6 separate regions of the Mus musculus genome follow, and all the other regions are linked to region 4. The links are chromatin contacts, called in public promoter capture Hi-C maps. All regions are on one chromosome and are shown on one strand. The core of a region is the stretch at or near the end of the contact, and the rest is flanking DNA. Distances in the headings are between cores, read along the strand shown.

Region 1 (3,793 bases), core at 65-2,564, 2.3 Mb before region 4:
GACCTGGCACCTAATTCTTATCTATGTACTTAATTATCACTTCATGATGTATCCAGTTATTTGCAGAAAAGTATTTTTTGAAACATGTATCTCTAGGCTGCCTCCATGAATCCTTTTTGGCACAAAGGATGGAAAGCAATTCGATATAAACTCGAACATACATTTAAAATGTAATCTCTAGAATAGGAAGATGAAACAAAACCTTTCAAATAAAAAAAAAATTCCACTGTGAAATTCTGGAATTCCCTTTGTTATAATTACAACAAACTTGGCTGAGCTATCTCATGGAAGCTTCTAGAATACTAATTCAGTTGAGACAGCGCACAGGACTTATGGGGACAGAATCAGAGATGCTAAGGCCTTAAGACATTTGAATTTCATGGCAAAGTGAACACACGAAGGCTGTAATTCTTGTTTGACTTCATTTGACTACATTTGTCACCACGAAAGACGGAAGGCGACTTCTCGGCCGCTCCATGAAGTAGTAGCCCGGGACCTACCTCCTCACAAACTGCGGAAAACCGGTTGAGAAACTGCACAGTGTGCACCACAAACTGGTTTAGAAAGGCCACGGTTCTTTTCTGTTGAATAGCTGGCACCTGTGTCATGTAAAAAAGCAAACACGATTCTTACAGGAGAAACACACTCTCTGCAATCCTTTGGATATCTGGATTTCATAGAGGGGGATGGATGGTCTTTGCCCTGGGACATGTGGTTCACGAAGGGCTAAGAAGAGTCGCTGATTTGTTTTTCTGAATCTTGTGTGAGTCAAACACACACACACACACACACACACACACACACACACACACACACACACGAGCAGCTAGAGAGTCGAATAAGAGGTGAAGTGTCAGAGGTGGTACTATCTCCAGACTGTCAACCTCGGGCGTAGAGACACGTGATGTGGGGAGCAAAGGCTGCGTGGCACACCAATTCTTTTCTTAGCCCAGGAGGGACCCCTTTCAAAGTGGACTGCAGGGCTCCCCCCATTGCCCAGAGTAGGAAAACAGGGGCCCGGATTGGGCCTGGAGAGGTGGCGTCTCCCTGGGAACCAGGGCCCCTTGGCCAAGCCTCCTTCCCTGTTTGTCGGACGCTCAAGTCGGTCTTTTACAAACCTTGGTCAGGTCTATGCCTGACCCCATGAGAGGAAGCCCATCCTCATCCATCTCCTCAGCGGATGGGGACCCCGGGGCTCAGGCACAAGCTCCTCCCAGCCCAGTAGAGAGCCCAGACTCCTTTCCCAAGTTCCTGCCTTCGGGGCCTTTCCGGAAGAAAGCGCGAGTGTTCACCATTCAATGGGTGGCTTCAGAGAGGCCGCCCCGCCCCCTCGCTCTCGCTCAGCATTCTGGGATTGGTAGTTCATGATTCCGATTGTAAAATTGGGCCGGGGAAAAGCTGCTGATGAGCAGGTTTCACAGTTGCTGTTTTAGCTGTAAAATCTGAAAAAATCTGAAAAAGAAAAGGGGGTGGGTGGGTGGGAGTGGTGGAGTGAGGGAAAGAGACGGAGAGAGAAATAGAGAAAGAGAAACAGAAAGAGACAGATTCAGACAGACAGAAACAGGGAGACAGACGCAGGGTTGGGATGAGGTCAGACTGGGAAAGTTAGAAGCTGAGCTGTATCCGTTTTGAGATTTTAATTGCTTAGTCCTGTTACAAAACAAACAAACAAAAAAAAGATCCATAATTCACTGAAGAGCACTTCTCTTTTTGTGTAATCCTACTAAGTGCCAGATACTCTGTTAGCCCTTGTGAAGTCTAGAGAAGTCTGTCAGAACTTGTCTTCAGCCCTGGCAAGCCTCATGCACTGGAGATCCGTTTCTAAGGGTGTTTGTTTGTTTGTTTTGACATAACATAATTTCAAGCAACAACTGAGACACACAGCTGTGAAAGTGACTGCACTTACGTCATGTAAACGATCTTACACCTACAGTATGAAGATTTTGGTTCAGAGTTTGGCTGCACATTTTACCAGCGATGTGAGTTAGGGCAGGTCACCTAAGCAAAAGTAAACCTTTTTATTGTACCAAAACAAGTACTGAAGAAGTGACAGGATCTCCTCTGCTACACTAGTCAAAGGGAGGACATGCAGAATTTTGATGTGCAAAAGTTAGATGGACGTGCAAACAAACTCCTGTGAAAGTTGTGGCATTGCAAATTAGCATGTACAAACACTTGTAGATCCACGAGTACATGCACACCACATGCAAAGTGTGCGGTTCTGTGGATAATAGGAGCTTCTAAGTTGTACAAGAAGAGGAAGCCGACTTTAGTATCTACTTAACATTAAGAGCAGTTAAGATGACAATCTGGAATAAACCTTTGTCCAAACAAAGGTACAGAGACATGAGGGCATATGGCGTTTAAGGCAAAGGAAAGATTGTTTGGTGGTGTAAGTAGAAATGCCCAGAAGTGGAGAATAATGAAACAAGGCAGAAGTAGACACAAAAGCTGACGAAGGGCCTTTTATGGCAGAAGAAGAGTCATGTTTTTCTGAATGGGATTCGTGAGCTTCTGTTTGGGAGTGCTTCTTAAAACGCCCACTCCAGGGCCGGGCGTGGTGGCGCACGCCTTTAATCCCAGCACTTGGGAGGCAGAGACAGGTGGATTTCTGAGTTCGAGGCCAGGCTGGTCTACAAAGTGAATTCCAGGACAGCCAGGGCTATACAGAGAAACCCTGTCTCAAAAAACAAAAAAACAAAAAAAAAACAAAAACAAAAAAACAAACAAACAAACAAACAAACAAAAAATGCCCACTCCAGAGGTTAGCCTTAGACAAGCCAAATCAGGATCTCTTTTGGATAAACGTGAATACTTGCATTCTAAAATGCCACTCCCTGGAAAGCTGTGTGGCTAGCATAGCCACCTTCTTCATTGATTGTTTCTAGGCCTTCATTGTGTTACCTGCAGCAATGCTTTTACTGTCAGGGTCTATGGGACTTCACTGACCAAAAGCTCTAAAAGAGGTAATCCATTCCTAGTTCTAGGCTTTTTGTTAGCCTGCAGTATCTAGCAGGGGCATTGTTGCCATGAAATAGGGCAGTTCCATTAAAATTATATATGCACATTGTATTACTCAGGGTTCTCTAGAGCCACAGTCTCTACATACCACCACTCCTGAATCTGGGACTTGCTTTGTCCCAGGCTGACCTTGAACTCAGAGATCTTCTTGCCTTAGTCTCCTAGGATTCATAGCCACTCTGCCTCAAGATCTCCATGCCAAGATCCAAGTCAGAAATTTGTATCTCCCAGCCTCAAGATCTGGGTCACAGGTGAGCCTTCCGATTCCAGATGGTAGTTCATTCCAGATATAGTCAAGTTGGCAACCAGGAATAGCCATTATAATCCACCCCTTGTCACTTGACATAAATAATATCTCATGTCCCCATGAAACAATAACAAGATCACGAATATGCATAACATAATATAACTATTCCTTGTAAAATTGCAAACGCATTTGTAAATTTACAATGGGGAAATGTCCCTTGGGAACGTTATTTTAGTATCTCAACGTAAATATCAATTGATATTAAATAAATTGGAAGAAAGCACAAATAACTACACAAATATGTTCTTAACAGAATAAAACAGAAGAATTCATATTACTTTATAATCCTTGTTTCTGCAACTGGTTATGTGGCCTTAGATGGTATTTATAACTACCTTTCTTTACTACCCATTCTGTATTTCCTTTACCCTCGGCAAGGACCTCAGCAGGTCTTGGCTCTTTTCTTGGAGGAGTGACCCATACCTTCATTTCTGATGGGTCTGTGTCCTTTGTCATCCAGCTTGG
Region 2 (3,761 bases), core at 1,124-3,623, 2.3 Mb after region 4:
TTACTTGTTCAATTCTTTAGCTATTATAATCAAGATATAAAAAGCAGATAAAACAGACTGGCTGGCTGAGGGAGGATGGGGAGAGGGCTTGCCTACTAAGAGCTCTAGCTGCTCTTCCAGAGGACAGGGGTTTGGTACCCAGCACCCATGTGGCAGTTAACTCTAGATCCACGGGATCCAACACCACCTTCAGGCCTCTGTAGACTCTGTGCACACATGTAAAATAAAACAATATTTAAAAAAAAAAAAGATAGCTGGGATTTACAGAATTTACATATTAATAGGTAACTTTAAGTTTAGAACCACCAGAAATAGCTGGATTTTCATATGCCTATTCAGTGAAATTATAAAGTATTTCATCTTATACCTAAGAATTATTACTTATTCCAAAAATTCAATTCCAATTCATTTCTTTTACTGATGTGTATAACTTTACTCAATCTTTGTCTTCTAAAAAAAAAATGCTTTTTCCTTCAAATTTGAAGTTTGGAGCTGTCATGAAATAAACTATGTTCTGACTCACACTGCATGAAATATAGACTAGACATCTGTCCTTTATTTTGAACTGAGTTTGTGAATCAGGGGCATCAATTCAGTTCACTAAGACGCCTGTCTCATTACAGCACTCACTTAGATAATTTTGGAAAACAATTAGTCTAGATATGATTCACAGCCCCAAAATTAATGAAAGCCAGGCACAGAGAGACCTCTTACCTACTGCTAACAACCCCGTGTTAATGTCTTACTCTATTACATGGGAAATGACCAAAGCATCCTTTGACCAGCAAATGGGTTCTTAAAGACTGTACTTGAAAGACATGCTAAGAGATCACCTGGTTAGACCTGGGTAAACGACAGCAACACTAAATTCCTTGCCAGTAAGATAACAAGTAGCTATGAACTCATAAAAGTTCTTAAAGTACAAGAAGAGACTAAGAACCAGTGGCCCTCTGTGCATAACATACTCCCCCTCCCAACAAACTGCATTTCTTGTAGTTTTCCTACTACTTTTTAAAGTTAGTAAACAACATTATGAGTTTCACCATGGCATTTTCATACATACATGGTTTTTATATTGTGTCCTCACCCACGTCCTGTTTCCACTCCTTTCCCCAGTCCTGAGCATCTAAAAAACTGATTATGTCTAAATAACTGATCATTCATTCCACTTAAAGCTGAAACCCAGTATACCTTCATTCCAACTTTGGTTAGATTAAACTAAAGTAGGGACCTCAGCGCACAATGGGGGGGGGGGGGGGGAGGAGAAGGGGTGGTTACTATCCTTCCATCTAGATTTTTCTTTATGCTGACTAAGACCAATATCTTAAGATCTGCCCAGCACCCTGAACATAGTTCAACTAGATGTAAAGGCAAAACACAGTTACATAGGAATCTGTACATGGTCTAGTATCTCTGTAAAATAATTCATAATGCAGCTGTACTTTATTTTTAAAGGCATTCCTACTTTTGGGAAAGGTATGCATTTAAAAATTTCTTGGGCAACTCGCCCCAATATATCTTCTATCACACAGAAAAAACAAACAAACAAACAAACAAACAAATCAACCTCCAGAGTGTCTCTAATTAGTTTGGGTTGTCCATTTATGCTGAAACAAACTATGAGGCTTTTGGGGTTGGAAGTGATTTTAAACATAAACTTGGACTTGACGTCATGAGGCAACTGCGAAGCAGATCTGATTTTTTAAAAAGTTAAAATAGATTTAAAAACCTTTTCAGCTATTTAAAAATCAATAAAGGGCCGAGAAGGAATAAGATATTCCTATGTTGGTTGATTTTTTTTTTAAGGCCAGAAAGAGCTGTTTTTAGCTGTCTCTGTGGTTCTAAGAACGTGAATCCAAACTTCAAAAGTTGGCTTGAGAAGCAAAGAAAAACAGGAAACCGAAACGGGAACCCAGACTCTTCTAGAACTGAAGGCTGAGCATCTGGGGCAAACCCTGGGACGGGATGGACAACCCGGGAGGATGGCCTCGCGCGGGGCTCCCCAGCGATGGCACCGCTGGCCCGTCACCGATTCCGGGAGGGACGCAGGGTGCGAGTGCACGGCCAGACGCGACCACACGGTCACGCAGAGCGCCCCAGTCCCACCCAGCGGGAGGGTCCCGAGAGGGCGGCTGCGCAGCGCGGCGCCGCACCGCGCCGCCCTCCGTCCGCAGCGCCGCCCGGCCCGCCTCGCCCGATGCCGGGGCTTACTCTGAGAGCCGTCGTCCACGCGGTCGAAGTCCCAGTCGGGCGACAGAGTGTCCACGGCCATCGCCGCGGAACCTCCCACAGACACAGCCCCGAGCAGCCACAGCCGCGACGCGGGCCTCACCCCAGCCGCTGTCACGGCACGTGACTTCCGGCTTCGGCCCCGCCCCCGCACGCCAGAGCCAGTGGACTCTCGGCCCTGCGGACCGCGGGAGCCGCTGGGAAAGCGAGTCGACCGCCTGCTCCCGGCGCGGCCGCCATAGTGATGGCTGCCGTTGGCATCCTGCATCCTTTCCTGGTCTCGCTGCCGTTCACGACTGTTCTCAGGGCACATTCCGTTCCTCGAGGCTCTTTTTTTTTTATATCCTAGGGGATTACTCCCTCAGTCTAACCTGGAAAGAATGGAAATAACCGGGTGGGGCCCAACGCAAGACCCGGTCCTTCACCTGGACACTGCCCGAGCCCTTGGACCAAGATGCCTGTCTCACCAGCTCCCTTTCTGTCTTTACCCTCGCGATTCCTTGATCCCCTTGCACTTCCTGTGCAGATTATTTGTTGAGAAAAGACCTGTGTGTGTAAAAAAGTAATGACTTTAAGAACGCCACCAAGCAATCTCACTACTGGGTTTGCTTTACATAGATCACTATTCTTTCTTTCCTTGCTTTTAAGAAGGTGGGGTGGGAACTGTGTTACCCTGAGTTCTACATCTATCCTAACGTTTACACAAAACGCTTTCTATCAGGGCAGTTTTTAGTATGTACTTCTACGAAGCAGTCTAAATAGCATCAAAAAAAAAATCATAATGTAAAATTTAAGACATCCATACTCTGAACTCCTAGAAAGCTACAAAATGAAATAGGTCTCAAATGGCATTAAAGAAAAAAAAGAAAAAAAAAAAAAGGAGAGGAGTCGATTTTAGAACAATGCATATTTGCTGTAACATCTACAATCGACGTAAACGTTTATTTATGCTCATGTGTTTGCAAATGCATAGGAAGAATTCAAATCTCATTAAAGAAGACTGGATTACTTGAAAACGGGTAGGTGCTCATTAATACAAAGTGGCTCTTAAATTTTTCTTGTGTCTATTAGCTGAGTCTTTTTCAAGCAGAGTTTTAAAGTTATTTGCATTATATAAAGTACCACAAATCAATATAGAATGTTCTCTTGAAGAGCATGTTCTGAGATGCTAAGGTTTGGGCTTGGTTTTATTTTGAGACAAGATCTCATTATCGTAGCTGAGAGTCCCTGCTGCTCCTGGGCCTGTGACAAGGCTATGGAGGGAAACCTCTACAGATCTGAGCCACAAATGAACATCTTTACTTTGTAAAGTGCTTTCCTAAGTGCTGGGAATACAGGCATGTGTCACCATGCCTGGCATTGCAAAGAAATTAGAAAATGCTTTTTTTTTCTAACAAAAGTGTTTGTTACAGTGACAGCTGACAAACACATGTGGACTTAGTGTGTCTCTGGCTTCAGGGTGGCCTATTGGAATTTTCAGTTTCTGTAGCATGCAGTTCTGGCAGCCTTCTTTAGGTTCCATATGGTAGCTG
Region 3 (4,048 bases), core at 1,322-3,821, 2.5 Mb after region 4:
GTAGAAGGGTTATGGTCTCATGAAGCCACACAGCTTAAGAGGGTTCCTCTGGTCCTCACGTTGGCTCAACAAGCACCCTTATTCTGAGCAATTACCTAGAATAAATACCTGCCAGGTGTGGTGGCAAACACCTTTAACTCCACTACTCGGGAGGTGGAGGCAGAGGTAGGTGAATCTGAATTTGAGGCTGGCATGGTCTACACCGAGTTCCAGGCCAGCCAGGGATAAAAAGTGAGACTGTCGTGGGAGGGGAGGAAAAAAAAATGGCCCAGCAGCATGTAGCAGTAATCCTAGAGTGGGGTGAGGCAGGAGAATCTGGGGTTCAGGGACATTCTCAGCTACACAGGGAAGCATGAGGCCTGGACGACATGAGACCCCGTCTCAAGGAAAACAAAGCTAACTAGACCATAGCTAGCTGGGCCTTTTGGGGTTTCAAAAACACCTTTTATTCTGAAAACAAAAAAAAAAAAAAAAAAAAAAAAACAAAAAGCCTGCAACCAGGGAATTAACATGAGAAATTCTATTCCTCAGTCATTTACACAATATATTTGATTCTACGGTTTGATATGTGCCATGAAGACAGACTGTCCCCATCAAATAATGGATTAACTAGCCTCAATTGGGGGAGTGCCCTCTAGAGTAGAAACTAGGTACTTACAAGGGCTCCTCTGCATCCGAACTGTTTGAAGTGTAGAGGTCTTTCTGGGATGAGGCTTAGAGCTGATGAGCAACTGGTCCCAGATACCTGAAACCACACACACAAAACAATTCATGGCATAAAACAGCCCTGAGCAACAAGTGCAACTCAGAAATGAGATGAGCCTCTACACCAAAGAACTGTGAGAGCCGGGCCCATCAGCACAGCCTGAAGTCTGAACCACCCCTAACTCTGACAGAGGAGGAGCCAACACTCCTGTCTGTACGTCTATCTCCCCAACCTCTAGTACTGATCTAATAAATACACATTGACAAACAGGGAGGGGGACTAGGCATGGCAGGGCACACTCAAAAGACAGGCAAGTGGATCTCTGTGCTCCAGGCCAGCCAAGGCTATGTCTCAAGCACTAGCTGCTCTTGTTTGATTCCTAGCACCCACATGGGGGCTCAACTGGACTATAATTCCAGTACCAGAGCATTCGACACTTTGTGACCTCTTAAGGCAACAGGGATGCACAACGCACAACTTTAAACAGCACAGTTAGCAAAATGTAGACCTGCAATGAGTCTTTGATTTTAGTTAAGAAATTCAGATATGCTTTAATCCCAACACTTAAGAGGCACAGGCAAGAGTTCGAGGCTTGCCTGATCTACAGAGTAAGTTTCAGAACAATCAGGGCAACACAGAGAATCACTGTCTTGAAACACACACACACACACACACACACACACACAAAAGGTAAGTCAGAAGTCAGAAATAGGGCCCAAAAAGAGGGTTTTATGGACACAGTGCTTGCCTCCCAAATTGGAAGCGCTATTCACTCCCCACATAGTAGGAAGAGAGAATAGCCCCCTCCACATACCAGAGGTACATAATACAGAGAACCAGAAACGGTTATGTAGACTTGGGCAAGTCAGACTGGGCTTTTTTTTTTTTGTAGAATATACTTGCCTAGCTCTCCTACCTAGAAGGTGCTCAATTTAAAAAATTAATTATTCCGAGTTGCACCTTTCCAAACAAACCAACTGCCCAGTCCAAGCAACAAACACTGAAGACTCAAGCCTTTGCCCACTTTTTTTTTTTTTTTTTTTTTTTTTGTATTTTGTTCTTTGTTTATTCGAGACAGGGTTTCTCTGTAGCCCTGGCTGTCCTGGAACTCACTTTGTAGACCAGGCTGGCCTCGAACTCAAAAATACGCCTGCCTCTGCCTCTCCAAATGCTGCCAGGCTGGGCGGTTCCTAATGAACTCTACAAGGACCACCTGGCCTGGACCGGCTTGGCAGGTAGAGGAAAAAAAAAAAAAGAACCACCACCGCCCAGCGCCGGGCTGGCCTAGTCGTACCCCGGACAGACCCCGGCAGCGTCTCGGGCTCCGTGGCATCCCCTCCCAATTAGCGTCCCAGACTCCGCGGTATCTCCGACCTCCGCAGCGTCTCGGACTCTCTCGGTGTCCCATACCCCCGCAGCGTTCCAGGCTCCCCGGCATCCCTAGCCATCGCAGGGTCTCTGGCTCCTCGGCGTCCGCGGCCCCGCAATAACCCGGACCCCCGACTCCCCACAGCGTCTCGAGCTCCTTGGCTTCCCCGGCCCTGCCGCGTCTCGGGCGCCTCAGTGTCCCAGAACCCCGCAGCGTGCCCGGTCCCCGGTAGCATCCCCAACCTCCTGCAGTGTCTCCAGTAGCGTTCCCGGGTCCCGCAGTGTCCCTGACCCAGCAGCGTTCCGTGTCCCTCCAACCCACCCCGCTCTCCACCGTCGCTCACCTCCCGAACCCTCGCTCCCCGCCGTCAGCAGCTCCCTGGACACCGTGACCTGCGAGCAGGCTACAGAAGACGAAGAAACACCAGGACCGGTCCCGCGCTCGCCCTGGAACTCCATGCTTCCAACCCAGCGCCACTGAAAGAAGCCCGGATATAGGAAGGCACGGGGAAGGGGCGGGGTCAAGGCAGCAATTGGCCGAAACTAGGAGGTGGGCGGTGACTTACGGGTGCGTGGCCAGAGCTCGCGCCTAGAGATGAAGTTCAGACCCACGGGAACCGGAAGCGGGGGTGGGGCCGAGGCGGGGTGGAGGATGGGAACAAGGCACCACACTGCGTGGGCGGAGCGCTGCGGATGCACGTGTCAGGCGCCTAGTCTACCCCAGCCCAAGTCTAGCCCTAGTCTCCTCCTTTATTGTTGTTAGAAAAGAATCAACCCGGCTTGGTCAAGCTAAGCAAATGCAAGCATGAAGAAGGTGGTGCGAGGCCTTTGTCGTTATTTCCATTTTTGTTGTTGTTTGGGGAGGTTTCTGTGGTCTTCAGTTTGTAGCAATCCTGCTTTAGTCTTCCAGATGCCATAGAGGTGGGAGCCACCACACCCAGTTTCTTTTCATTTTCTATATTTTATTTTTTGTCATCCTGGCTGGCCCAGGTTGACTTCAAAATCACCATTTTCCAGCTTCCATTTCCGTGTACTTAAATCTACAGCCGCCCATTACCATACTTTGTTGTTTGTTAAAGCCTCACCAAGTTACCCCGGTTGACCTGGTACTCAAAGTCCACCTAGGTCCTAAATAGCCTGGATTTCAGGTCTGGATGACCAGACCCCAGCTTAGTTTACTATTTAACTGTAAACACAAAACCCAGAAGTGTTAAGAATGCTGTTTACGTTGCTATATATACAGCATGCCTTTGGAACACTGTCATGTCAAAATCCTAAAAGGTTGTTCCAGGTGGTAGTTAAAAGGTAGAGCTGTGAGTGAGGCACTGAGTTTGGTCTCCTACAGAAAAACAAATCCTTCATTTCTAAAAAGCTGAAACAAAACCCCTGAATGACAAACCCCATTCCTCCCCTCTTCCTGCCCCTGGGACCCAATGCTCATGGTTTTGTTGAGAACAAGCGAAAGAAACGTATTCCAAGTGCTACCATTTCATTTCCAGACTCCCATTTAATCATAGGGAGAAACTTAATTCACGGTCCCAGTCTCTAGGGAAGCTGGGGACTTCCCTATATCAGAACAGCTTCTGTTGTAAACAGTTGTCTGTGTGAACGCATCTCCTCAGGGACAATGTGTAAGGAGACAGTTATCTGAGTCCAGCCATCTCAGGGACAACTTCTCCATCTTGCTGGCAGGGTCAAGCAAGTTCATGTTCCCAGACCTAGGAACGAACACCTGTCCCAAGTCTACATGTTTTCCTAATTGTCTGTTAACTGGTAGAGAGCAGAGGAATTGCTATTATCTAAATCAAGGTGTGTAAGTTTTAAAAATATATAACTAATTGCCTGGTATGCACTAGTTAACTACATGCAGCTGACCCACTCCTCCCCACCCCCACCCCACCCCACCCCACCCCTGCTTCCTTATCACTCTGAGCTCTGCACCTAATGGAATTAAGGGCCTTGAAACCAGGTGCC
Region 4 (3,630 bases), core at 267-2,766:
CAGTGGCTCACACCTATAACTCTAGTATTTAGGAGGCTGACACGGGAGGATTGCCATAAGTCTGAGGCCACAGCGGGCTACAGAGTGAGACCTGGTCTCCAAAACAACAACAAAAAACGTTGAGATAACAAGAATCTCCCTGAGAATGACATTCAATTCTGCCTGAGAAAGATCCAGAAATTAAAGACTGAAAAACTCCGGGGAAGGCCGGAGGTCAGTCGGTAAAGCTTTTGTTGAGCAAGCATGTGGATCTAAGTTCCATCCCAGAAGCCACTCAAAAGCTGGGTGTAGTGTAGGGGACACCTGTAATCCCAGCACTAGGGACTACAGAGACGAGAATTTCTGGTGCCTTGGCCAGCCACTCTATCTCGATTGACTAACGCTGGGTTCAATCAGACAGCGCACACATACACAAACACATGAACATGGGCATACATACATACACATACACACACACAAAGGTATTTGTATTGCTTGGGGTTGGGGCATGACAACTAGGGATTTTTAAGACTCTCTTAATACTTCGAAAGCTGTGTATGGCCCTTTTAAAATGAAAACAATTTTCTTTTGGAGAATTTTTAATAAGGCAAGTGTTGTCCCTATCCTATAAATATACACTGCTTGCTTGCTGTTGGCAAAACACCAGAGAAAACAGTGACTAAACACTACCTGCACTCTGGTAGAATTTACACCTATAAGGAGTATTTCCATCCCTCACCGCATGTAAATTCATGTCGAGGCCACTCCCACGTCTATCACATATCGAGTTGTCACTACTCAGACAATTACACCCATAGCAACCCCTTCACTTCTTTTAGGACACTTACAACCCCTGACATCCCGAAAGTCAAGAACAGGGCTTTGCCCTATATCGCTCCAACATATCCCGGAACTCCAGGCTCCGCTTGGCTTGCAGAAAACACTGTGTAATGAACAAAACCGCCTGAGTAACCGGCTTCCTTTGCCACGGTCTCCAGCTTTTGTACAACTTCCTTCATACTGTGTTACACTGACACCTTGTTCTCTCTGCCCCATAACGTTTTATCCGGATCACCGTAAGAAACTCGTAACAAGCAAACACCCCCGCCCCTTCCCAGTGCACAAAAAGTCCACGTGTTCGTGCATCTCAGGGATGGGATCGGGGTTCCCGCTCCGGGCAGGGAAGGGGCGCGCGGTCTCTGCTCGCCCGGGTCACCGGAGCCACACCTCACATGGCTACAGTCCCGGCCAACCTGGCAGGTCCCATCGCGTGGCTCCTGCTGGGCGCGTGCTGCCCCAGACGGGGCCGAGCCCACGGCCATGCCGTGGCATCTCCCCATACACAGGCCTCACCTTGTCTGGAGTCTCTTTGGCCACGCCGCGGCGGACCCAGGCCACGCAGGTCACTTGGCGGCTGCGGTTCATGATCTTCGGTTTGAACCCGGCGCAGGTTGGAGCCCTGGGAGCTGGGAGACACTACTCTTGAGCTCCGCGGAGGGGAACAACGCGCAGGCGCGGGCGCTCGCTGACGTCACTCGCAGGCGCCAAGGGGAAGGGGAGGGGAATTTGCATGAGATGGGCGGGGCCGTATGCAAATCTACGACTGCTTCCTGTGGAGTTTCTATCTCCTTCCTCCTATTCTTCCATAAGAGTTCCCAAGCTCCATCCACTGTTTGGCTGTGTCTGTATCTGTCTGAATCAGCTACTGGGGGGAGCCTCTCAGAGAACAATATGCTTCTGTCTGCAAGCATAGCAGAGTTTCATTAATAGTGTTAGGGATTGGTGCTTGCCCACTGGACGGGTCTCAAGTTGAAATGGTTATTGGTTGGCCATTCACTCAGTCTCTGCTCCCTCCCCTATGCCAGCATTTCTTGTAGACAGGATAAATTTTGAGTTGAAAGTTTTGTGGGTGGGTTGGTGTCTCTATTGGAGTTCCATTCTGGATACAGGAGATGGCCTCTTCAGGTTCCACATCCCCAATGAGAGTCACAGCTAAGGTCACCCCCCACTGATTCTTGGGAGCCTCCCTTATCCCAGGCCTTTGTCTCGTCCTGGAGATGCAGGTTTCCCCCCACTTTGCAGATTTCCATTCATTTTCATGGCCATATAGCTATCTCTCCTGTTCTTCTCCATGCCTGATCCTGAATCCCCCATTTCCCCTCTCTCCCAGTTCCCTCCCTCCATCAGCCTCTTATGACTATTTTATTCCCTCTTCTAAGTGAGATTCAAGCTTCCTTGATTGAGTCTTCCTTCTTGTTTAGTTTCTTTGGTTCTGTGAAGTGGACCATGGTACCTGTATTTTATGGACAATATCCACTTATCACTGAGTACACACCATGCATGCCCTTTTGGGACTGGGTTATCTCACTCAGGATGATATTCTCAAGTTCCATCTATTTGCCTGCAAAGTTCATGATGCCTTAGGTTTTAATAGTTGAATAGTATTCCATTGTGTAGATGTACCATGCCTTTATCCATTCTTCAGGTGAGGGATATCTAGGTTGTTTCCTGTTTCTGGCTATTACAAATAAAACTGTTATGAACATTGATGAACAAGCATCTTTGTGGGATGATGGAACATCTCTTGAGTACATGCCCAGAAGTGGTATGGCTGGGTCTTGAGTTTTCTGAGAAACTGCCAAGTTGATTTCCAAAGTGATTGTATAAGTTTGTACTCCCACCAGCAATAAAGACTGCTCCCCTTGCTCCACATCCTCACCAGCATATGCTATCTCATGAGTTTTTTTTTTTTATCTTAGACATTCTGATGGATGTAAGGTGGAACCTTAGAGTTGTTTTGATTTGCATTTCCCTGATGATTAAGGACTTTGAACATTTCTTGAAGTGCTTCCCTGCCATTTGAGATTCCTCTGAGAATTCTCTGTTTAGCTCTGTACGCCATTTTTTAATTGGGTTATTTGGATTGCTGGTGTCTGCCTTCTTGAGTTCTTTGCAAATTTTGGATACTAGCCCTTTGTCAGATGTATGGTTGGTGAAGATCCTTTCCCAATTTGTCCTAATAACAATGTCCTTTGCCTTACAGAAGCTTTGTAGTTTCATGAGGTCCCATTTATCCATTCTTGATCTTAGAATCTGAGCCATTAGCATTCTGTCCAGGAAATTGTCTCCTATACCAATGTGTTCAAGGGTATTTCTCACTCTCTTCTATGAGACTTCTTAGTGTATCCGATTTTATGTTGAGATGCTCTTTCAAGATCCCTAAAAAATGGTATTAGAATTTTGGTGGGATTGCATTGAATCTGTAGATTGCTTTTGCTAAGATGACCATTTTCACTATCCTACCAATCCATGAGCATGGGAGATCTTTCCATCTTTTGTTATCTTCTTCAATTTCTTTCTTCAGGGACTTGAAGTTCTTGCCATAAAGGTCTTTAGCTTGCTTGGTTACAGTTACACCAAGATATTTTATATCATTCGTGGCTATTGTAAAGAGTGTTGTTTCCGGAGGGCAGTCATGTGAGTGCTCTATAGCCTAGTAATAGTGTCAGACCTTGGGACCTCCCCTTGAGCTGGATCCTACTTTGGGCCTGTCACTGTACCTTCTTTTCTTCAGGCTCCTCTCCATTTCCATCCCTGTAATTCTTTCAGACAGGAAGAATTATGGGTCAGAGGTGTGACTGTGGGATGGCA
Region 5 (3,692 bases), core at 1,180-3,679, 2.3 Mb before region 4:
CAACACGTAAGTGGTCCACATTGGAGAAAGTTTTTAATAAGTCTTTCTTAAGCCAAGGCCACATTATTTGCCTGACGCATGACTTATGATTCTGACAGTCTAGCAGAACTTAGGCCAAGGGTCATAGAAATATAGTCCTGTAAATATTATTTTGGTACACCATAATAGCAGAAACGAAACTCTGGGAAGATGGGGTGGTGTTGAGCCTTCAGTGCCGAATGCTTCCTATGTGGACCCTAGGTTTTCCGTGAGGAACCATGTAATAAGTCTCTTGGAAGCGATTTCTCTTGGATGATTAAATATGAGGGTATAACTGCCACTGCTGCTCATACTAACCACAAAATACACATATATGGATTACCATGTGCCGAATGTATTCTGGGAACTTTATGTGCACTCACACACTACCCCTCACAAACCAAATTAGGTTTCCCGAATCTCCACTCTTAAAGGGATTCAATCATATTCCTTACCTTCAGAGAAGAGCGGTTCAGTATCTAACCAAGTTTAGCCATTCGAAACTAAGTGTCTAGGTTCTCAGGTTACACAGACCTCAGAGAGAGCTATGATGAACGCCAGCTGTAAATGTAATCCTATATGGTTATATGAATATCTGCTGCAGATACACAAGGTGTGAAAGTAAGCTAATAGGAAAGCTGAACATTATCTATGAAAGCTAGGAATTTCTTGGAAGATAATTGTTTAGCCTTTCAGTATCACCTTGTTTCCTATGACAGAATGATGTGGGGAAATCTGAAGTGTATCTAATACATAGAAATACATGTGTGCTCAGTTATGTTGGACTTTATCAGAATACACCTCTACGAATCATTGGTGAAAGAAGACCTTCATTGTTTTTACATCTATCATCTATATAATGTATACACATGTCTCAACAATTAGTAACGGGAATTCCCTGTAGATCTTCAAAAAATTTTTTTTTCTTGTATTAAAAGCAACATACTTTTAAGTTCAGCTTTGGTTTGTACACATTACTGATAAAGTATCTCTACTGTCACTCCGTATAGTTTGTGGACTAACCTGAAACGTACACATGCCAACAACCACATAATTACTGCCGCCATATGCAATCAGGTTTCCTGAATCTCCACTCTCAAAGGGATTAAATTCTACCACGTGCACATAATCTTCGCAATCCACGGTGTACGCAGCATTTCTTGTAGCATCTTGCTTCATCTTGTATCCCAAAGCTGGAGCAGTTGTAAGAATCAAATAGTTGTTTATTGCCTGTCAGGAAACTGTGGATCACAAACAAAATTTACAAAGTGTTTGTCATTCAACAGAAGAATCATAATGGGGCTTGGTATAGCAATGTCAGAGCCAGCTCAAAAGAGAAGTCTGCTTATATTAACACACACATGAATAAATTTAATACAAATAGAGTCCTAAGATTATTAAGCAATAGAGATGCAGCACTATTTGTAGTTGGAAAGTTGTACTGACACTGTCATATGCAAGAGTACCATAAACGCCGGTACTACCAATAGTCCCTTCTTTGCCTATGAAGAAATTTGCCAAGTTCGTCAACAGGTTGAGGATTTAAAAGATTTAGCATGTGTTGGGCCTACATGCTAGAGAAAACACAAATACACACACCTGCCTATCTCAGGACTATGCTACATTATTTGTTCGAATTATATGACCTTTAACATTCTAATTTGACAGACCACCTGAACTATCAAGGGTCCGATGAACTGGAAAGTCCCACCCCTGCCTAAAGACACATGGAGTCCAAGAGCCTTGAAGGATAATATCAGGTAGCAATAGTTATAACCAACCATTACCCATGCAATAAAATAAGGAGATTAAAAAATACAGGCTCTGGAGTAATGTGTGATACTAACGTTATTAACACCTGTCACAATCCTCAACTAATTTGTCTCGAGACAGGTAGTGTGTACTGTAGAAATAGCATTCTCACGTGCAAATTAATTTTTACTTTGTTGTTAATGAAAAGGAGGCACCCTAGGCTAAGAAAGAACACGTAAAATCCTGAGTTATCTGCTGAGTTTTTTCAGATTAAGTCCCATCTCAGAGAGACTGGACACATGTTACGCGGGACCGGCAGGTGAGAAGACCATAGAGCAGAGAGGTATAAGGCATGCAGGGGACTTGAGGTCCGGATTTGATGGCAACCCCTGACCTCCAGGTCTTTAAAGCCCTGGGTCAATATTCCCAGGGTCCCTGGAGTTGTGTCCCCCACGCGTCGCCCGAGAAAACCCACTCCCACCTCGCGAGGTCACAAGGAAGAGCTCTGGAGAACAGGGAAGCGCCCCTGGGGAAGCAGCACAAGCTGGCGATCCCCGGTCACCGCACTCGATACGCACCTAAAGCAGGGGAGGCGACCTGGGCAAGGCTCTCCCGACCATAGGTGGCCAGGGCGTGCGCCCGCTCTGCTTCCGGGTCGGAGGGCGAGCGCGGCGATTGGTTCCCAGGTCGTGCCGCGAGATTTGAAAGGGACGCCGAGGCGATTCAAACCTCTGCCTTCCGGCGTCCTGGCTGCGCTGCTCCTCCCTCCGCTTGCACCCAGCCTGGGTCACTGGACGAGGTGGGTCTGGTCTCTTCTGTGCCCCCGGGTCGCAGTTCCAGTGGGCATTCGGGCTGCTGCTCTGCGAACGCATCTCGGTGACAGCGACGTGCCAGCCAGTGGCGTTGTCTGCGCAGTGGCTTCGCCCCGACTTCACGGTGTCCCGTGGAAAAAAAGACGCTAGGGCTTCGGCAAGACCGAAACCCATCAAAATCTTCTTTTAGTCCGTTAGATCGGGGATCTGGCACACGACGAGTGCAGGCTTCTCAGATTTTCTGTCGTTGCATCCTTCAGAGGGCCATTCCGGACCAGGCAAGAAGAATAACTGTCACCTGTCATCTTTTAATGGAGATTTGCTAAGTGCTGGCAATAAGGAGGTTGGCTATTTCCTTCACTGGTGCCTTATAATTCTGTTAAGTAGTCCCAATTATGGACGTGGAGAAATTTGTGGTAATCACGAGGTACAGCTAATGCAGGGGTGTGGTGGCAGGGATAGTTAGCTAAGTGTGGTGCTCTCTCACTTTACCTTCCAGCGACAACTACCTGTCTCAGATTTTCTGCTCCAGTGCACTTTGAATCCAGTTTAAAAGCAAGAGTTTATTCCCTCTGACACCTTCTGTTTTGTTCATATCCAGCGTCTCATCGAGTCTTCACAACAGGCTGGGAGGTAGAACAGAGGGGGCGGCATAGTCCTGATTGCTTTGTGACCATTCTTATACCTGGGCAGCCAGATCTAAAGTTAGGTAACCCTGGAAAAGCTGGAACTACAGTGGATATTGGCATGCCAGCCCAGATGCCTGTTGGTGAATAGCCAGATCTAGAACTAAACATGGTTTTACATGTTTAAATGGTTGATGGAAAAAAAAAATATTTCAGGCAAACTAATCATATCACCCATAGCTCATGCTTTTGTGTCTTCTTCAATTTTGTTTTTTAAGAGATAAATAGGAGATAACCTAGGTGCTCATCAGAGAATTGTGAGTGAGGCCTGGGGAGGTGGCTCACTGGATAAAGCGCCTGGACAGCTATGAGGACTGGAATCCAAATCCCCAGGGCTAACGGAGACACTGGTGTAGTAGTCTGCTTGCAACCCCAGTGTGCTAGAGGTGTAGACAAGTGATGCCGGGGCAAGTCAACAAGGTGG
Region 6 (4,048 bases), core at 271-2,770, 2.5 Mb before region 4:
GCACACATACGTATTGTGCCGTTTTATAAGAGCATTCTGTTAATTATAAAACCCTTTTAACCTCTTACTAAAATATAAGCAAATAAATAAAACAGGGAGACCATTCCAAACTCTTTGAAAGCGCATGTTTTCTTCCTGTCTCCAGGGGCAGTGTTCTGTTGAATGGCACACTTGTGCCCATTCATTTCTGACCTGCTCATACCCCTTTGCACACTTAAGATGGCGAAGACTGTACTAGACTACCCAAGAATCAAATAACTGAAATTTAAACTGAAGAGTAATGGCAGTCCCCAGAACGTTCAAGGTATGTCTCCAAAGGAGCATAAAATTCATTTAACCTGGCTGCTCACACCTCCCAAACCGGTTGTCTGTGCTCTTTGAAGAGTTTACAGTCTAATCAAACTGCTTCACTGCACATCAATTAAACGCAGTTCTCAGTCCAAGAAGGACCAGCGACTTGATCTAAAAAGTATTAGCATAGCCCATGACGCAAGGGTGGGTCTGTGCTGGCTCTCAAGAGGTCCGGGGCTGGAGTCCAAGATCCGCAGGCAGTCCTAGTCACCTGACAAGGGCCCTACTCTGAGATAAGCACTTGGTGCTTCCCATCAGCGTGTGCATTCTCACTAGTAAGGCCTCCAACCCGCTGGCATGCAGCTGTACAAAACAGCAGAGCCATTATGAAAAAGGAAAAAAGTTAATTTAAAAAAATCTCCCTTTCACTCTGCAAAATTCACATGCAAAACGGCGCAAAATTCACATGCAAAACGGCGCAAAATTCACATGCAAAGCCGCGCATGCCTCTAAGACAAAGTCTGCGATCCAGAAGAAACAGAAGATAAGGTGTTTTGTCAACGGTGAAGGACTAGTAGGGTGGCACCGCAGGACTGGATCCTACGGAGAGCCAGGGAATGAAGGATCACTACAGAAAAATACAAACCCTAGGAGAGAGTTTCACCAGCGCAAGGCCTTAGAGCCAAAATCAAATGGCCAGAGGACTCTTGGGGACACCCTGCAGAAGGAAGGGGATCCATGCGCACGCTGAAGCACGCGAGGCCCGGACGTCCAGTCCAGCTGCTGCAGGCGAGCCGGGGAGAGGATGCACGCTCAGCGCCTGGGACTAGTGGGCCGTGTGCTGGTCCCCAGGCTGCAGGGAAGATGGGGAGGCAGAAGGGAGATTCGGGGTGCCGGCACCGCGGGGCTCAATCGGGGAATGCTGCGCACGCGGCTCCGGGGCTCGGGCTCCGCTACTCACCTCTCCGAACTGGAAAGCCGAGACGATGGTGACAACGACGCCCACGAAGCAGACGTAGAGCCCATACCTGTGGGATAGGCAGGTATAGGTCTGTCTCTGCAGGAGCTTAAGCAGCATCACCCCGGCCCCGCCACCCCACGCCAGGAGGAGCCCGCGCCGCGCCACCGCCTCAGCGAGCCGCCATTCAGGGGCCCCCGGACGCGCCGCCGCGCTTAGCTCACAGCCCCCGGCTGCCGCACATTGTCGCTCCGGCGACCGACGGCCCGCTGGGCTCCACGCCGCGGCCGCCGCTTCCGGGAGCCCGGAGCCCACGCCCTCGGCGCGGCGGAGGCGGACCCAGGGCCCGCAAGGCGCCCGGCGCCACCCGGGGTTGGCCTCGGAGAGGCGGCGGCGAGTCGCCAGCGCCACCTAGAGGGCGGAGGGGCAAGGGCAGGCGCGCGCCCTCCCATCTGCGCGTGCGCCGTGGGCCCTGCCCTTTGGGCCCTCTGCCTTCTGCACGGTGGGACCCACCCAACCAACAGGTAAGCGACCCGGGCTGTCCCCTGCAGTGTGCCAATGGGCAATCCTGATGAACCAAAAAAACACAGCTCCTGCCTCAAGTTTATCTTCGAAAGAAAATTTGAAAGATCGTGGCTAGGGAATGCATATTCGGCTTGTCCCAAATGACATAATCTACTCTAGACGTTCGTACACGAGGTTTAATTGGTTTTGGAAAAACAAAAGTCACTAATCGGGCATTTATCAAAAAAAATTTTTTGAGGTCACAGGTAGGCTGATTGTGGCAAAGCAGGGAAAACTAACGGATTTAGTTACTATCTGAAGCCTTAGCTTTTGATAGGTAATCAATCTGCTTATAAGTTTGTGTATGCAGGGGAACTCGCACGCGTGCGCGTGTGTGTGAGTGCGTGTGCGTGTGCGTGTGTGTGTGTGTGTGTGTGTGTGTGTGTGTGTGTGAGTGTATGGTGAGGGTCACTTGTTTCTGTCCTTCCATGCTGCGGGTTCAAGGAACTGAAGTCAGGCTTGGCATCACCTTAACCTGCTGAGCCATTTCAGAAACCCTTTCAAATACAACTGGGTAGTATAGCTATTGAATTGGCATTGTTAATTATAAAAAATTTTAAAAAGGAACTGGAGTGTTATAGAGAACTAACTAAGTTTTCGGGTCAAATTCACTTGGAGAATTGTTTGGGCCTACCTGGGTCTTTTTGTGTGGGGGTGGGGTGGGAGTGGGGAATTACCCTCATTACACGGCATACTCTCAAATGCAGTGTCTACCACAGTGCATACCTGTTGAGCACTTGGGACGTTGAGGCAAGAAGGTTATGAGTTCAAAGCCAACCTGGTCTTGGTAGTGAGACCTTGTCAATAAACAAAAGAAAATTAAAATGAAACCCCTCACTTTCCTACTTTGTTTCATTCGTCTAGTCCTCAACTTATCCTCTTTCTTCTGAAGCTTTCGTTGGTTTTGTTGGTTGGTTTGGGAATTATTAGGTTTTGTTTTGCTTGGTGGGGGGAGGGTGGGAAGGGGAGGGGACAGGAGTGGGGGAAGCTGGGACAGAACGGTGTGGAGGATTTTGAAACAGTGTCTCAAGAAGCCCCGGCTGGGTTCTAACTCCCAATGTAGCCAGGCAAGCCTTGAACTCTTCCCTCCCTCCCTTCCACCTGGGATTACAGGGCGGCACTACCCACCTCTTTTATCAGGCGTTCCAGTTGAATGCTTTGTGCCCTTTATCTTTGTAATCTCCATTAGTCTTATTCTTGGTTTGTCCTGATGTTCTTGACTGTGTTTCTCAAACTTGATACTTAGTTTATTCCCTCCTCCCCCCAGTATGTTTTCTAGTGCCAAGTTGACAGAACCCTGGGCCTGCTGCCTTTTTTCTTTTTTGGTTTTTTGAGACAGGATTTCTCTGTATAGCCCTGGAACTCACTCTGTAGACCAGGCTAGCCTCGAACTCAGAAATTCGCCTGCCTCTGCCTCCCAAGTGCTGGGATTAAAGGCATGTACCATCACGCCCGGCTGCTGCCTTGTTTCTTATAAACCTCAAAAGTTCAGATTTCCCACTAAGCACCGATTTTTATTGCCTCCCATTGAGATGCTTCTCACTGAGAGTGGAGGGAGGTGTTGAAGCTTCAGGTGTCAGGTTGGGGGCACCCTGTGTCTGTGTCTCCAACGGGAAGGATGGGGAAAGAGGTCAGCAAACCACGCCAAGATGGCAAGGACGTACTAAGACTGTTTTCTGGGGCTGGAGAGATGGCTCAGTGGTTAAGAGCACTGACCTCTCTACCAGAGGTTCTGAATTCAATTCCCAACAACCACATGGAAATTCACAACCATCTTTAATGGGATCTGATACACTCTTCTGGTGTGTGTCTGAAGACAGCTATAGTGTACTCATATAAATAAAATAAATAAATCAGAGAGAGAGAGAGAGAGAGAGAGAGAGAGAGAGATCTCCACGTAGATCACTGCGTCCATTTTCACATATTTGCACATGCGGCTGGAGAAATATGAAGCAAAAGCCACGCACTAGATTCCCAAGGAAGCAACAGCCTGTTCCTGCAATATGCCTCTACTGCCCCCTACTGGCCAATCTTAATATCACACCCACGGCAAAAGCGATGACTCTTAACACAGGGCTGGTTTTCAGAGGTACAAATTTGGAGCTGAACGTCATCAACCGACTCCTGGCACAACACTGAAGGCCGTTCTGTTCTATTCACTCAGAACTTGCTTCAACCAACAGTACCGCGTTTTCCCTCTACTCTCATGCCGTAATCAACACAAAAGCCTCGTGA

The links. Promoter capture Hi-C pulls out the DNA fragments that hold promoters and counts their contacts.
Region 1: a promoter capture Hi-C map of pre-B cells shows a contact between it and region 4, with 5 times the contacts expected there. The contact joins the promoter of Washc3 here to the promoter of Pwp1 in region 4. A contact is called at or near these places in 5 of 39 promoter capture datasets (the C10 cell line, hippocampal neurons, liver and 1 more).
Region 2: a promoter capture Hi-C map of liver shows a contact between it and region 4, with 6 times the contacts expected there. The contact joins the promoter of Washc4 here to the promoter of Pwp1 in region 4. A contact is called at or near these places in 5 of 39 promoter capture datasets (cranial neural crest, hippocampal neurons, liver and 1 more).
Region 3: a promoter capture Hi-C map of liver shows a contact between it and region 4, with 8 times the contacts expected there. The contact joins the promoter of D10Wsu102e here to the promoter of Pwp1 in region 4. A contact is called at or near these places in 2 of 39 promoter capture datasets (the C10 cell line and liver).
Region 5: a promoter capture Hi-C map of pre-B cells shows a contact between it and region 4, with 6 times the contacts expected there. The contact joins the promoter of Nup37 here to the promoter of Pwp1 in region 4. A contact is called at or near these places in 3 of 39 promoter capture datasets (hippocampal neurons, liver and pre-B cells) and 1 of 115 datasets of contacts at active chromatin or transcription factors (embryonic stem cells).
Region 6: a contact with region 4 is called in a promoter capture Hi-C map of liver, with 10 times the contacts expected there. The contact joins the promoter of Gnptab here to the promoter of Pwp1 in region 4. A contact is called at or near these places in 2 of 39 promoter capture datasets (liver and pre-B cells) and 2 of 9 other capture datasets (adipose tissue and liver).

The regions. Positions count from the first base shown.
Region 1 is chr10:88,198,618-88,202,410 of GRCm38.p6, reverse strand. Washc3 (WASH complex subunit 3) reads right to left here and starts at 1,314. Exons shown (of 7, transcript NM_026070.3): 1 at 1,119-1,314; 2 at 501-599. The coding sequence starts at 1,169.
Region 2 is chr10:83,542,553-83,546,313 of GRCm38.p6, reverse strand. It overlaps Washc4 (WASH complex subunit 4), which reads right to left and starts at 2,373. Exons shown (of 33, transcript NM_001033375.2): 1 at 2,212-2,373. The coding sequence starts at 2,272.
Region 3 is chr10:83,358,744-83,362,791 of GRCm38.p6, reverse strand. D10Wsu102e (DNA segment, Chr 10, Wayne State University 102, expressed) reads right to left here and starts at 2,571. Exons shown (of 4, transcript NM_026579.3): 1 at 2,419-2,571; 2 at 659-745. The coding sequence starts at 2,533.
Region 4 is chr10:85,869,717-85,873,346 of GRCm38.p6, reverse strand. Pwp1 (PWP1 homolog, endonuclein) reads right to left here and starts at 1,516. Exons shown (of 15, transcript NM_133993.3): 1 at 1,333-1,516. The coding sequence starts at 1,404.
Region 5 is chr10:88,145,729-88,149,420 of GRCm38.p6, reverse strand. Nup37 (nucleoporin 37) reads right to left here and starts at 2,429. Exons shown (of 10, transcript NM_027191.2): 1 at 2,349-2,429; 2 at 1,042-1,259. The coding sequence starts at 1,197. Parpbp (PARP1 binding protein) reads left to right here and starts at 2,480. Exons shown (of 11, transcript NM_029249.2): 1 at 2,480-2,925.
Region 6 is chr10:88,376,740-88,380,787 of GRCm38.p6, reverse strand. Gnptab (N-acetylglucosamine-1-phosphate transferase, alpha and beta subunits) reads right to left here and starts at 1,520. Exons shown (of 21, transcript NM_001004164.3): 1 at 1,253-1,520. The coding sequence starts at 1,369. It overlaps Gm40733 (predicted gene, 40733), which reads left to right and starts at 1,724. Exons shown (of 5, transcript NR_168608.1): 1 at 1,724-1,773.